Regions from separate parts of the Arachis hypogaea genome. Here region 1 is linked to region 2. Evidence: chromatin contacts called from public Hi-C data. All regions are on one chromosome and are shown on one strand. The core of a region is the stretch at or near the end of the contact, and the rest is flanking DNA. Distances in the headings are between cores, read along the strand shown.

Region 1 (4,859 bases), core at 1,781-4,280, 110 kb before region 2:
TATTAAATCGTTGTTCCAACAACTTAAACTAATATATAGAAAACTAATTATATCTCTAACAATAATCAAATAACGCATATATTTCAGTCGTCAAGCATTCTTTATGAGTGATATTACGAGAGTAGAAAGTTCTAATACTTGTACCTCCATCAACCATTGAACAACCTTATTCTTAAATCTAAGAAATAATTGGTCCATGAGTTCTTCTCCAAATTGTGCTTTCAAAAGAGGCTCTAAAACAGCTCTATGGTATTTAGCTATAAACTCTGCCCTCATATTTAGATCAAGTTCATTATTGTCATCATTAATATCTTCATTTATGTGTGCATCCCAATCCAGTGTGACAGATTCCAACCTTAGAAGAGTGAAAGATCCTTCTTCTTCAATTACTTCTTTAGCTTCCTCTATTGTAGAGTCATACAGTGGTAAATTAAAGGACTCCAATTTTACGGCTTCAGTCAAATTCTACAACAAATATCATTATTATAACATCTGATTATCAAAAATATTATATATACAATAAATATCAATCACCAAATCAGGTACTATATATATATTTAGATATTAATATATATCGATTTAAATATTTTTTAATTAAATAATCAATTATCAAAATAATCAAACTTGTTTATAATATTATAATAAAAAAGTTATTATAAGATACAGAATATGTATTTCTATATATTGTGGTTAATTAATAACTGATTTTTGGTATTTATATATATATGTTTGAGTAAGAGGTATATCATAACTATATATATATATAGTACAAAACAAGAAATATAAAGGAAAAAAAAATTATTATATACATACCTCCAATACCATGTCATTTAGTGTTGTGCTAATTAGCTCCCAAGCTTTTCTCATAACAGGAGTTTTGTCCCTTCCAAGTAAAGTAAGAAACATGGCACCTCCAGGTACCAGTTCTTGTGAACGTAATTTAAGAAATAGTTTAAAGTCTTTTTGGAATTTTTCACGATATGCTTTGTGCATTTCTGGAGGACTGGTACTTATTAGATGTATATTTTCCTTATTAGCCAACTCCTTTGGTGCCTATTATTCAAAACATACGTGAAAGTAAGAAAGTTTAATAATTCTGTTGGTTACTACGATAGTTTTATTAAATTTTCATCATTTAAAAATTTATAATTAAAAATTTATATTAGATAAAATTTTATAATTAAATTTTATTAATTTTTATATAGTATAAAATCTCAGTTATAAGTTTTTAAATTTTAAAAATTAATTAAAAATTTAATAAAATTATAATAGTATTTAAATTAAAATAAATTTATAGATATAATTATTTTTTAAGTTTGTTACTAATACGGTAATAAATAAATAATTTTATAAATAGAAATTATAAAATATTCTATAATAATTATAATGATATTTTTTGAGTTTTAAAATTCTCAATAATTGACTCAGAAGAACTAAATTTTTTAATAATTTCTTTCTCAATATTAATAACCAATACTTATTAATTTTTTTTTATTAAAAAAACATTCAATTGAGGAACTAACAAACATAAAATAGTACTAAATTGAATGAATAAAAAAATATCCAATTTGCCAATGAGTTATAATTCAAATGGCATAGTCTCTTCATACTCACTTAAAAGGTTGCGGGTTCGAATCTCTCTATCTTTGGTTAAAAAAAAATATATCCAATTTGACAAATATAATGCTAAAAAGTATAATTGCTTGGGCTCAGAACTTAACTTAAAAAAAATTAAAACTTCTTAAGTTGTAATTTGTAAATTTGTTTTATCAATCTATAAAAATACAATAATATTAATATTTATTGAATATTCTAATATTTTTGTATAATATAAAAAATTAAATTAAAAATAATAAAATATAAAATAATATTAAATTAAATAGATAAAAAATACCTGATTTTATTGTAACCAATTCCATCATTAAAATTAAAGTCAGTGACCTGCTTTTAGCCCAAATTCAAAAATCAAGTTACTAATGTTAAAAATTAAAAATCAATAACTTTATGTGAGAGTGAGTTAAGCCAACTAAGCTGTGCGTTTTAGTTTGCAAAAATATTAGTAATTTTTTTATAAAAACTAAAGCTTCTACCTGAGAAAGCCAATGAAGACTGTAAGAGGAATGAACCAAGTGTAAGAAATTGTTGGGAAATAGCCTGCTGTAAAATGTTCCAGGAGCAGCATAAACAAAACATGGACCAAATTTATGTGTCTTCTTCTCTTCTATAATTTTCAAGAATTGAGAAAGTGATTGAAAAAGGGTATTGAAATCGTTTCCAAACAGATCATTCAAGAAGAACTGAAAAACCGGTAGCTTAGGATTCAAGTTACAAGTAGTGATATCAACAATATTTATGATATCATATATCACTTGAAGTGTATTTGGTCCTGAAGAACATCCTAAATCAGCCACCTTCAAACAGCAAGGATGAGGAGTAACACTATATAACCTCATAATACTCTCTTCTAGAATGGGTTTTGCTGTCACCATTACCTTTTTCTGCTCAAAATTAAATTATACTCATTACTTTTATAAATATAGAACATTGTCCTATGTCGACATTCAAAAACCAATTACCAAATCAGTTATAATATATAATCACTAAATATATAATCAGCCACCATAATAACTAAATTCATAATAAACTAATAATAAAAAATTCCTTTACAGTAGTACAATAATTTTTTATAAGATATTAAATACATATTTTTATACTATTAATTGATAATAATGACTAATTCTTTTTATATACTTAATATGATTATATAATATAAACGATTGTAAGCAAGTTTAGATATTGTAAAATTGAATTAAATTAAATTAAGTACTAAAGATAATTTAAAAATTAATAAATGCTAAGGACAATATATATAAGTAAAAATTTACAGAGAGAGAATTAAAGATATTGTAGGTACCTGAAACTTAGAGTTATTTGCGTAGCTAGTTTCTCCATTGCCATTGTTCATGTGGAGGACTTGCTGGGCATCCATTCCTCTATTTAAGTGATGTCTTATTTCTGTGGATAATCTCCCTTCTATATCTATATCTATATATATACAGGTGCTTCATCACCTCTCTTGATATTTGTACACTTAAATAAATATTTTAATTTTATACATACACTTAATTCATTTATTATTATTACTGATTTAAATATGTTTTTTACACAATTTTATTTCTTTTATTTTCTAAATGAAATTATCATTATTCATCATTTATTTACTCTTTTTTTTATCTATTACTTTTATACAATTAATAAAAAATAGTAATCTAGAAACGATCATATCTATTATATATTTCTAATTTTACAACCAAAATGTGCCACATATCACTCCCTCGCAATTGAAATCAAATATTTTCCTCCAAAATTAAGGAATTCTTCTTACTGCTTACTAATTTTACAACCAAAATGTGCCACATGTCACTCCCTCATTGTAATTGAAATTAAATCTTTCCCTCCAAAATTAAGGAGAATTCTTCCCTCCTCCATACTAATTTTACAACCAAAATGTGACATATGTCACTTTCTTATTACAATTGAAATCAAATATTTTCCTCCAAAATTAAAGAGTTTTCCCCTCCTCTTTCTTCCTTTCTCTATCTCTCTCATTCCTTCAACCACTCTATCTATTTTATATATCATTATCAATATCAATGACTAATTACTAATTTGACAATCAAAATATACAACATGACATTCTTTAATTGTATTAAAATTAAAATTAAAATATTAAAATTGAAATTAAAATATACCTATATTATGTATCATATATTACTATCTAATTTAATAATCAAATGTGTCACATAACACTCTCTTATTAAAATTGAAAGAAAATATTTTTTTCCAAAATTAATAAACTCTCTTCCTAAATTCTCTCATCTATCTACCTCTCTCCATTTTTCTATTTCTCTCTACCATTTTCACTCTATATATAATATAGATTTTATATTAGTAATTTGACAAATCAAAATATATATGTCATCCCATATTTTTTTATTACAATTAAAATAATTTTTTTTTTAAAATTAACAAACTCTCACACTCACTCTCATTCTTCATCTTTATCTTTCTCTCTCTTTTCTCCCATTCTCTATTTTTTTTCTACCTTTTTGTTCTATAGAAAACAAAATTAACAAAATAATATAATTCAAATAAAAAATTAGATTTTTTCATAAAAAAAATAATAACTAAGAATTTTGTTATTTGATTTTTTATCTACAGAGACCTTGGTCTTCTTAGCCAGAGACTTTTGTCAACCTACGACTTTTTTTTTGTAAAGTAGTTTGATTTTATAAATTTTTTGTGCCATGCATAATCATTTATACTCTCAGAATAAAGTGGACCGTAATTTTAAAAAAATTATATTCCCGTAATGTTATTACAAATAAAAATACTAGTATATAATATATCCTTTCCCACATGAAATTAAGAAAGATTAAATTATGTATACACTAAAATTAATAATAAAAAAATAAGTACTAATATAAAATATATATTAAAAATAAATTAAATTATATATATATATATATATATATATATATATATTAATGACTAATTTTATTAGTTAATTTTAGTATATAAATAATATTTTTGAATTAAGAAACTTTCCTATCCTCAGCTGCATATTAATTAATGCATGCACGTTGGTTAGGCCTACTTGCTTGTCATGCTGGCTTTTAGAAAGAAGAGTTTAAGAAATAAATAATTGACCCTCAGATACAAAGATATTTTTAGTACATTACTCCCTATCATGGATGAGAGAAATGAACCCGCGGCCAATATTTATATTTCCATTCATTGTCGCAAGAAGTTTGTTTTTTTCCAATATTAAGTACAAAATTCAAATAAAAGAAAAATGT
Region 2 (4,947 bases), core at 1,085-3,584:
GCAGTCTTAGTTTATGTTGATGATTTGGTTTTGGCAGGTGATGATCTTAGTGAGATTGAGAATGTGAAAAAGATACTTGATGATAGATTTCGGATCAAAGATATTGGGGACCTCAAATATTTTCTTGGCTTAGAAGTGGCTAGGTCACAGAAAGGAATTGCTTTGTATCAACAAAAATATGTGCTGGATTTGCTTAAAGAAACAGGTTTTGAGGGATGCAAGCCTGCCCCAACACCAATGGATTATGGTGCAAAGCTTAGTAAGAGTGATGGGGAGCTGCTGTCTGATTTCACTCCATACCGAAGAATCATTAGGAAGTTGCTCTATCTTTCGAACACTAGGCCGGATATAAGTTTCGCCATAGGAAAGTTGAGTCAATTTTTGGATTGTCCTACCACAGAGCATTTGCGAGCTGCTCATCGAATATTGAGGTACGTGAAAGGATCCCCAGCTGCTGGCCTTTTCTTCTCAGCCAAATCAGACTTGAATCTCACAGGCTTCTCAGATTCGGACTGGGCAGGGTGTCCTGACTCCAGGAGGTCGATCTCAGCCTATTGCTTTTACCTTGAATCATCTCTTGTTAGTTGGAAGAGCAAGAAGCAACTCACAGTCGCTGCTTCCTCCTCCGAAGCAGAATATAGGGCGTTGGCGCTTGCAACTAGGGAGGTCCAATAGTTGAGTTATGTTCTTCAGGAACTTGGCGCACCACTTCAAATGGCAATGAACATTTACTGTGATAGCAAGTCTGCTGTGTATATAGCCACTAATCCACCAGTCTTCCATGAGCGGACAAAACATATCGAAGCGGATTGCCACATTGTCCGCGACAAACTACAAGAAGGCGTGATTACTCTGCTACCTATCTCTACACATGAGCAGGTTGCAGACATTTTGACTAAGCCACTAGCACCTTTCCATTACATCCATAGTAAGCTTGGGGTCAGCACTCCAAACATAAAAGAGGGTGTTACTTAACAAGAGAGTCTGCTGATAGTTAGTTAGAAAAAACTGATTAGAGTAGTTAGATATTTATGCTAATCAGTAGTTAACCAGCTATGTATAAATATAGGTAGATCAGTTATGTAAATGTGTGATTCATCATTTAATACAAGTTCACATTTCTACTCCTTTTTCTCTCTGATTTTTATCCCCTGCATTTTCTTTTTCGTTCTCATGTGCAACCTTCAACAATAAATCCGTGTTAAATATTAGATCGGTATAAAAAAAATACCCAAAACTTTTCTTTAACATCAATTAACAATTTTGTTTAATAAGACTAATAAATACACTCAATGGTATTCGGCGTAGAGGACATGAATCATAGTTTAAGTATAAACAACAAATAACAAAGACAACCAGTTACAAGAAATGTTATGAAATTTTTTGAGCTCTAACACGTTTCATTTTGTTTCAAAGAAAAAATTAAAATTACACACCAAATAATTAAAAAAAAAATAGAATTCAATAACGATTTTAAATTAAATTCAAAAATAAAAGAATAAGTAGCACGATAATGAAATATACAAGTCAATGCCTACATGTGGTAAGCCAACCATCGGCCACATACAATACAATGATATTATTTGGAAATATAATAAATTGAATAACATATTTAAATTCATCACCAATTGAATTTTATAGTTAGGAGTGCCATAGCATATCTTCAGCATTCAGACGCTTTTAGTATATTTTGAAGTAATACTCATGGTTGGACTTATAGTGTTTATGAGTCGGGTGAAATTAGATTTGTTTTGATTTAGATTCGATCTTAAATATATATCGAGTCTAATTTTTAGATTATAATTCGATACTAGATTCAATAAAATATAAATATTTTTGGACCACAATTATATTAGGTTTAAATTGGATCTTTTAAATTTTAACAATGATTTATAAAGAAACTTATTTATATAGAAACTTATTTATGATGCACTAAACTTGTTATCGAAAAGTTGATATCCATATTTGAATTTGAATCTGTTCATAAATTCTAATTTGATAATTCTTTGATATATTTTCTAATTTAACAAGTCTGATTAAAAATAAAATAATAAATTTATAATTAATATAACATAATATTAAAATTAATTTAAAACATATATATATTTTTTAGTTCTCTTAAGGTGTTCATGGGTCAAGTGAAGTTAAATTTGTCTTAATTCGAATTTAATTTAAAATAATGACCAAATTTATTTTTGAGATCCTTATCCAACCTTAAATTCAATAAAATCATATCAAATTAGTCATTAAATTCAGACCAGATCAAATGTTCGGGAGGGATGATGCACACCCTAGTTGAACCTATGAGCCATATAGACAAAATAAAAAACATAGCCATGTGAATAGCGCGGGTGGTACTCTTTAACAGGAATCAACCAATCACGTGAAATTAAACAAAGTCAACTCATGCGTCCTTATTGGAAAACAAATAAAAATGCACACATACAAAACTATGAAAGGACTTTTCTTAAAATGGAATTGCAAATTGTCAATAATAGAAGCTAAGCCATATACGGATATACCAAATTTGTTTTTAATGCAAATTATTTATATGGAATAATGTAACTTGATGCAATGTGTTTTTTTTTTCCCTAAGAGTGAATACCCGTCATTTGATAACCTTTTTGAAGGATCACGAGGTTTTAATTTTTTTTTTTTAACTATGTAGATTGGTTAGTTTTTTTTGTGAATGATCTCTTTCTTAAGTTAATAGAATGTGCGCGACATGTTAATTAGTTAATTATTTATTAAATGCCCGTTAGAATAACGAATTATTTTTGTCAGAAATCTTGTTATCTTTTAGGATAATTGTCAAAAATATTTTTTACATTCAAACAATTTCGGCATTTAAGTTCATCCAAGCAATTTTAGATCACGTACTTTTTCCGCTTTCTTCTTTCCTCACGCTTCTTCTCTTCTTCTTCTCTTTTCTCCGCGCTTCTTCTTTTCACGCTCATTTACGCACGGATCGTCTTTTTCTTCGCCTTCTTCTTCGTGTTCCTCCTCCTCATTCTCCTCTTTCTTTTTTGCGTTTATTCTTCTTCACGGGTTTTTTCCTTATCGTAATTCTTTTGTTGTTGTTGCTGCTATATTTTTTTTGTCTTTTCCTCCTTCTCTCCCTGGTGAAGAAGCAGTATAAGGTAAGGAGGAAGAGTTTTGAATTATGCAAAACAAAAATAAACCGAACATGTTATTATGGTGAAACAATTGTTTAGTACTGAGTGAACAAAACATAATACATTATATAAAATCAAATTCAAACATCTTTCTGCATAATGAACCGAACACGTATTCATGGTGAAATAATTATTTAGTACTGAGTGAACGAAACATAATACATTATATAAAATCAAATTCAAACATCTTTGTGTAGAATGAACTGAACACGTACTCATGGTGAAACAATTGTATAGTACTTAATGAACGAAACATAATTCATTATATAAAATCAAATTCAAAACACCTCTGCCTACAATTTAGAGATTATCAATTCAATTCAATTCAATTCAGATTCAGAACACTTGCGTCCATTCAATTCAATTCGATTCAATTTAACAATTGCATTCCATTCAATTCGATTGGAAAAAATAATTCATTAGCAAAATGTTGATATTATTGGTGATGACGATAACGAAATAGTAGAAGAAGAAGGAGGAGGAGGAGGAGATGACATATGCGTGTATTTGAAAGAAGAAGAAGCGCATGATGGAAGAAGAAGAAGAGGAGGCATGGGGGAGGAGAAGAAGATAAGCGTGTGTAATGACGTTCTTTTAATGAGAGTGGTTTTTGTTAGTGTTAGATCTACTTGAATAAAATTTAAATAAAAAAATATTTGAATGTATAGCATAGTCCGATTGTCACGGATAGTTTTCAATTTTTTTTGTATTAATTTTTATATATATTAATTAAATTTATTGTATAAGAATTAAAAAATATTAATCATTTTTAAATTCTTTTACTTATAAAAATTGAATAAATGATATACATATTAAGCAGTGTCATTAATCATAACTAACCAAAAATTTGCTTAGCAGTGTCATTAATCATAACTAAGCACGGGAATAGAAACGGAAAATGAACAGCATCAACAGCAAGAAGAGTTATTAACCAAGTGTCGTAGTGCTCCCAAATTGCCACGTGTTAACATCATTCTATGCTGATAATATGGGTTAATTTCTCCTATAATCATAATTAAATTTAAATAATAAAATTTACAAATAAAATTATGGCTAAATTTATTTTTCCTATATTTAATTTTTTAATAAAAATTATATTGTATTAAAATAATAAAAAAATATACTTAAATATATCTCTAAAAAATTTTGTGTCGAATATTTTTGTTTCAAAGACAATTTTATTACATTGAAATTCTTAAAATTTATAAAAGTATGTTAAACTAGTTTGATTTTGGGTTAATTTATGATGACAAACATTTATTTGGATTGAAAGCTCAATATTGTTTAATGTGTGCTTTATTGTGGCAAACCCATTAATTAATTTTTCACAGTCCAAGACTAGCATATACTTCAGCCATGTAAAAGAGTCAATGCTCCTCATAGCACCGTTCAGCAAAATAAATGGTTATATATTTGCTAAAAGCAAATGAGGACAGCTGGACAAAAACAAGGATATGTGTGGCTCTGTAAAAGTAAAGAAGGACAGCTGCTACACCTCACTAACCCAAGAACATCAGCAGAGCACCATTTTGGATCGTGGTTGAACAAAACACAAATGAGCAAAGAGCAGTAGCAGCAGGGGCTATGGAGAAGGATGAAAAAGGAGTGCATGCCAAGGAAGAAAACCAAGCCAAGGACCACAGAGGTAGTGGTCGAGCTCTTCGGATAGCAGAGGTAGTGGAGCAGGATGAAAAAAACACTGCATGCCAGCAGGAACAGCTCCAACGAGCAGATGGTACAAGGAAATAGAAGAGGCAAAAATAAAGGCAAG

The links. Hi-C and Micro-C count contacts between places; a contact is called where the count stands out from the background.
Region 1: a Hi-C map of leaf shows a contact between it and region 2, with 2.1 times the contacts expected there. The contact joins the promoter of LOC112736908 here to the enhancer-like site in region 2. A contact is called at or near these places in 2 of 8 Hi-C or Micro-C datasets (both in leaf).

The regions. Positions count from the first base shown.
Region 1 is chr13:7,622,084-7,626,942 of arahy.Tifrunner.gnm2.J5K5, reverse strand. It overlaps LOC112736908 (S-adenosyl-L-methionine:benzoic acid/salicylic acid carboxyl methyltransferase 1), which reads right to left and starts at 3,030. Exons shown (of 4, transcript XM_025786582.2): 1 at 2,915-3,030; 2 at 2,091-2,498; 3 at 814-1,053; 4 at 1-465. The coding sequence starts at 2,989. The coding sequence ends at 91.
Region 2 is chr13:7,510,313-7,515,259 of arahy.Tifrunner.gnm2.J5K5, reverse strand. No RefSeq gene overlaps it. Among protein-coding and RNA genes, the nearest start is that of LOC112732527, 5.7 kb to the right of the region's middle. Within about 2 kb of position 2,334, at least 2 of the 3 cell types and tissues checked have open chromatin away from gene starts, as enhancers often do.